Regions from separate parts of the Mus musculus genome. Here region 1 is linked to region 2. Evidence: chromatin contacts called from public HiChIP or PLAC-seq data. All regions are on one chromosome and are shown on one strand. Each heading gives the region's core, a stretch centred on a gene start, on an enhancer-like site or on the middle of the called end of the contact. The rest is flanking DNA. Distances are from core to core; before and after follow the strand shown. Region 1 holds the start of Rpl13 (ribosomal protein L13). Region 2 overlaps Banp (BTG3 associated nuclear protein).

Evidence for each region. HiChIP or PLAC-seq counts read pairs in DNA pulled down with a chosen protein or histone mark.
Region 1: a contact with region 2 is called in an H3K27ac HiChIP or PLAC-seq map of embryonic stem cells, with 4 times the contacts expected there. The contact joins the promoter of Rpl13 here to the enhancer-like site in region 2. A contact is called at or near these places in 3 of 39 promoter capture datasets (liver and pre-B cells) and 1 of 115 datasets of contacts at active chromatin or transcription factors (embryonic stem cells).

The regions. Positions count from the first base shown.
Region 1 is chr8:123,100,843-123,103,616 of GRCm38.p6, reverse strand. Rpl13 (ribosomal protein L13) reads right to left here and starts at 1,267. Exons shown (of 6, transcript NM_016738.5): 1 at 1,172-1,267; 2 at 855-964; 3 at 631-772; 4 at 261-434. The coding sequence starts at 958. It overlaps Snord68 (small nucleolar RNA, C/D box 68), which reads right to left and starts at 559; the gene lies at 512-559.
Region 2 is chr8:121,966,897-121,969,713 of GRCm38.p6, reverse strand. The region is part of intron 1 of Banp (BTG3 associated nuclear protein); the gene reads right to left. Among named protein-coding and RNA genes, the nearest start is that of Mir7237, 9.7 kb to the left of the region's middle. Within about 2 kb of position 1,458, at least 91 of the 459 cell types and tissues checked have an H3K27ac peak or open chromatin away from gene starts, as enhancers often do. A contact at or near this core is called in embryonic stem cells and liver, where this site is marked.

The DNA.
Region 1 (2,774 bases), core at 18-2,517, 1.1 Mb before region 2:
CCGAGATGCCCCTGAACGTCCTGGTAGGGTGAACGCTCTAGAACAGCATACCAGGCTCCAAGTCAATAGCTCCCAACACTAACAGACACTGGAAAGCCCAGGGACACCATAGTGGCTCCCACTGATCTGCACGCGTCACCGCCGCCCCCAGTACGCTCTAACCTCCCACTGCTGCACTCATGTCAACTCTGCAGAGCTGGATCCAAGAACACAGACTCTATCTACACTGAGCCGGACCTCTGCCGCCCCGCAGGACTTACAGAACTGTCTCCCTTCTTCGGAGCAGAAGGCTTCCTGGGGAACAGGATGAGCTTGGAGCGGTACTCCTTCAGGCGCTGCACGTTGGCCTGCAGTGACTCCGTGGACTTGTTTCGCCTCCTCGGGTCCACAGAGATGCCGATGGTGCGAGCCACTTTCTTGTGGATGCCAGCCACCTGTTCAGAAACAGAAACTGGTCACCCACCTCGCAGTCACCCCACCCCAAGCCGGCCCTGCCGAGAAAACTCGGTGTCATCAGATGGAAAAGGGTTCAAAAGTACTTTCATCAAGTCAGTACAGCGATTCCGGAGAATGTCATCATTCCACCGAGCCCGAGGGACCTGCCAAGGGACCTCGCCCTGCCGCACTCACCCTGAGCTCCTCCAGGCTGAAGCCCCTGCCAGCCCGGACCTTGGTGTGGTATCTCACTGTAGGGCACCTCACGATGGGCCTGATGGGGCCGGACGCGGGGCGAGGGGCGATGCGACGCGCTTTCGCCTGCCGGGCCTTGCGCCTGCAGGAAAAGCACAGCCGTCACCTCCTGCCCCACGCGCGTCCCCGCCCTGGAGCCCACGCGAGCCACGCGCGATCTATACCTGCGGATCTTGCGCGCCGGCTGGTTGAACCAAGTGTCCACTCGCTGCTGCCAATCCTTGTGGAAGTGGGGCTTCAGTATCATGCCATTCCGGCTGGGCGCCATGGCTGCCTAAGGCCGCGAGGGAGAGGAGGGCGGCGAGTCAAGGCCAGGGTCCCCAACCCCGTCCCGGGTCCTCCCGCCCCTGCCCTGGCTCCGTGCTGTCGGCGCCCGGGCTCCTCCATGGCTGTCCGTGCGGCCTCTCTTCGCCGATGACAGCGGATGGAGGGCGATGGAGCCCGATGGACCACGATGGGACCGGCGGCGGCAGAGACTCACCTCCTATACAGGAGAACGGCCGAGCGGAAAGGACCGGGCACCGCAAAGCACCCTGGGCTTGTAGGGAGTCCGGCCAATCTCAAACGCCAATCAAAATCAGGCGAAAGGGAAGTGACGTCACGCGAACCCGCCCGCCGGCGGACCATCGCCTTTCTAGCCGTCGGGTTGGTTATTCTCGCTGGTTCCTAACTTCGCAGTGTGGGTATCTCCGGCGTGCTCAGGGGCGCACCTATGAATTAAACCCCTAAAACTCTTTCTCCCTCCTAGATCCAGTGTTTTTTCCCCGTCCACCCAGGAAAATTTATTATAGATTTGCCTGGAATTTATGTTTCCCCAGAACTGAAGCACGCACCCCCATTCCAGACTTCCCCCCCCACTTTAAGATTTTTATTTATTTTTACTTTATTTGTATGAGTGTCTCCCTGGTTTCATGGCTGTGCGTCGGATCCCCTACTACCGGAGTTCCTGGGTGCTGAGAATTGAACTTCTGAAACAGCAAGCAGCCAGTGATCGTAACTACTGAGTCATTTCTCCAGCCCCAAACTCCCCCATTTACTTAGATAACTCCTTTAGCCCTGACTTAACTCCTCGGGGGGAAATCAGGTGTGACGAAATACAATACTGAATTCCTACCCACAGTAGCAGCGACAACAAAACAGCCAAGGCATACACTGGTCCTACACCTGTATGCCTATAACCTTTTTTCACTCCTCATTCCCAATTACCAGGTTTCTTCCTGATCAAAATTCCACTACAGAAGCTGTAGAAATGGCTCAGTAATTAAGAGGGCTATAAATTTAAAAATCCACATTATACCCGGGCCAGATATCACAGGACCATAATCATAATTCATCTAGAAAATGAGACAGGACAATAGCAATTTCAATGCTTTTTGAGCAACTTAAACCCTCTTTTCTTTTTTTTCTTCTCCTTTTTTTTTAAGATTTATTTTATTTATGTAAGTACACTGTAGCTGTCTTCAGACACACCAGAAGAGGGCATCAGACTCCATTACCGATGGTTGTGAGCCACCATGTAGTTGCTGGGAGTTGAACTCAGGACCTTTGGAAGAGCAGTCCGTGCTCTTAACCGCTGAACCATCTCTCCAGCCCAACCCTCTTTTCAAAATTAAAAAGGAAGGGCTGGCAAGACAGCTTAGAGGGTTGAAGGTACTTGCTGCCATTTTATTCCTGGGACCCACATGGTAGAAGAGAACCAAGCTCTACATGCTGAGCTCATCCATGATATATATATATTTTCTCTGTCTCTCTCTCACACACACACACACAAACACACACACACACATACCACACACGCGTGCGCGCGCGAAAATAATGTCATAATGAAGCAGGCTGAGGATGTAATTCTTGCCTATTGGATGAGAGGCTAAATTCAATCCTCAGTAGGGGGGAGCCATTTTTTTTGAGTGTGGGTGAAAAGGCCAGAAATTGATGTTGAACCATCTTCCCAGCCCAGAGAAAATGTCTGTGGAAGGAATGCCCAGATTCAAGGTGCACTTCTTTGAAACAGTGTTTTCTCAGACCTCTTTTGACATTCCCAAGTATCTGTCTCTTTCTACTCTCAAAGATGACATCCATGTCCA
Region 2 (2,817 bases), core at 209-2,708:
GCAAAACAAAAAAGCAAACAAACAAACAAGGAAAGGCCAAAGCATGGGCAGGTGTTTCACCTGCTGGATAACTGGCAACATTGATACCTGACACGCCACGGGGCCCCAGTGGCTCGCAGGGGCCTTGGGCTGACTCTGGGAGTCCTCCCTGGACACAGGAACCTGCCAGCATATGCACTTACTGTACAAAGACTCACTCAAAAGAGCCGGCAGGGTCGTTAGCAGCAGCGGAAAGCTGGGCAGTGGGCTGTCACACAGGTGCAGCAGCCCTAAGCACCCCCAGGCCTCTGTGCCCGCCCCTTTCCAAGGTCTCTGAGGAGGAACTTGAAAGACAGAGTAGACACAGCTGAAAGAGAACATACCTAGTACCAGAAACTCAGTCTTTTTTTTTTTTAAAGAATACTTTTTAAAGATTTATTTATTATTATATCTAAGTGCGCTGTAGTTGTCTACAGACACACCAGAAGAGGGAGTCAGATCTAATTACAGATGGTTGTGAGCCACCATGTGGTTGCTGGGATTTGAACTCAAGACCTTCGGAAGAGCAGTCGATGCTCTTAACCACTGAGCCATCTCTCCAGCCCGAAACTCAATCTTCTTGCTTCCAAATAAAGAAGCAAAGAGTGAACTTCAGCTCTGAGCCGAGGCAGCGGCCTTCACCTTCCTAAAGCCACCCAGCCAGATTCAGGACTAGACTAAAAGTAGCCCAGGCTCTAGCAAATCCAAAGAACTGAAAATAGACTACAGACCGTTTTCCAGGAAAATGCAGACAGACAAGTCTTTGCCCTTTTCAAGGCTGCAAAGATACTAGAATCACCAGCATGCCTGCCTCAGTACCTCAGGACAAATGCCCCCAGACAGAGACTCAGCATCCCAGCTTCACCTGCAGCAGGTGCAGCTCCAAGACCTGTTCAACCCACAGCCCACAAGCCACATTCACCCTCGGGGAGTGATAAGTGCTCACTTCAAACAGCAAGCTTCGCTTTGATTGCATGGCTTTTATACATGAACCTCATAGATAACAGACTACATCTGTCACAATGTCAAAAGCCTAGACACTCCTACAAGTCTACCCAAGTGCAGAAGCCTCTGGGGACTCTCCTCCAGAGGGAACTGGTGTGCAGCCTGGGCCTTCTCTAGGCCCAAACATGGAAAACCGTGAAAAGCGAAGATGTAGAGGAAGAGACCAGTTCCTCACATGTGTGCATCTAGCCCTGTATCCAGGCCACCTGCTACAGACAGCCTTGTCAAAAAGAACATTAACAACTGCCTGGTCTACACCCGCTTACTCTGGCTCTGTGGCCTATTCACAAATGGCCGGAACCCAGAGATTCCATGAGCTGTGCCTGCCTCTCCTAAGGGGCCAGTGGAAGAGGCTTTTAAATGCCCAACCCCGGCACCTTCCTGCTTCCTAAAAGCTCTGCAAATGGCTTAGGAAAACACTCTGGACCGACTATAAAACCCTGAACTCTGACCTCCTCCAAACAAGGACACCACTGCCCTCCTTCCTCGCTGTTTATCCAAATGCTCCTGTTGCCAGGATAAAAACATTTAAAATTCTGCTAACAGTGAAGGTTTCAATAGAAAAAAAAACTAGGGCAAGCAGCCCAAGAAAACTGGAACAGAGAGACATGCACGCAGTTGCCATTTTGGCAAATTAGCTTTGCCATTTCTCAGAAGGCCTGGGGAGAATCCAGTCCTAATGTAATAAAACAGCTGGACTAAGACTAATGTTCAATAAAGACTCCAACTGCAATTACCATTTAGAGTGCTGAAGCTTCCAGGGTGCACGTGGAAAAAGTGCAGTCCACCAAAGCCACAGCCCAAGCACTCAGCAGGGGTACAGCAAGGTGAGGGGTGGCCCCACCACGTGTTAACATGAAAGAATGATTTAATCATGCTACCCCAATACACCACAGAAAGGCACACCAGTTGGAAGTCCCAGGTCAGTGTGTAGGAACTGCACATGTATGTCTTCCTGTACCTATAAGCTGGCACGGCAGTACCTGGGGGTTGGGTAGAACACCTTAAACCTAAGCTGCCTCCCTCGGGGAGGCAGAGATCCCAGGATCTGAGTGGCGTACCTCCGCAGGACTTACTAATTAGTTATTGGTTGCTTAGTGTCTCTAGGTCAGAGTAGTTCCATGCAGAGTTAGCACAGGCATCAAATCCCAACAGTACCTCAAACATTTTCCCCAGCGCTGGTTGTTGAACCTAGAGGCTTAAGCCCCAGTCTAATTATCTAGTGAGGCCCTCTTTAACCCATCTCACCACAGCCCCCGCCCCATCCCCAGCCCCTCCCTGCACCTTGACTGAACTCCTCAGAACTCCTGGACTAGTGTGTGTGTCAGTCACACTACCTCCACTGGCCCTTACCAGGGCCCCACAGATGGCCTTGCTTTCCTGCCCCACCCCCAGGCCTCCCTCCAGGGTGCCAAGTGTTCCAGGGCACTCAGTGCTCCCTCCATTTGCTCCCTCCTTGCTGTTCCTGAGCCCCCTGAGTGTCAGTCTTTCCTACCAGGCTGCTCCAGCTCTAGGACCGTGGCTTCTCTCCAGCAGGGCTGGCCCTATACCACACACACTGTGCCTAGGCTTCCTGCAGGGCTATTCCCCAGGCCATTGTTCTTAGGTCTCTGCCTGCTCCCAATCAACTCCCTCCCTGCAGGGAGCCAGGGCAAGACCCACTGCTCAATGGGCACTGAAGGCCTGGTGCTCAGCTTCTTGTCACTCACACCCCTACCACACAGCACTCTTTCAGCACAGGTCCCTCCTTGTCCCAGGTACAGCTCACAGCCCTCCCCCGGCACCTCGCCCGTT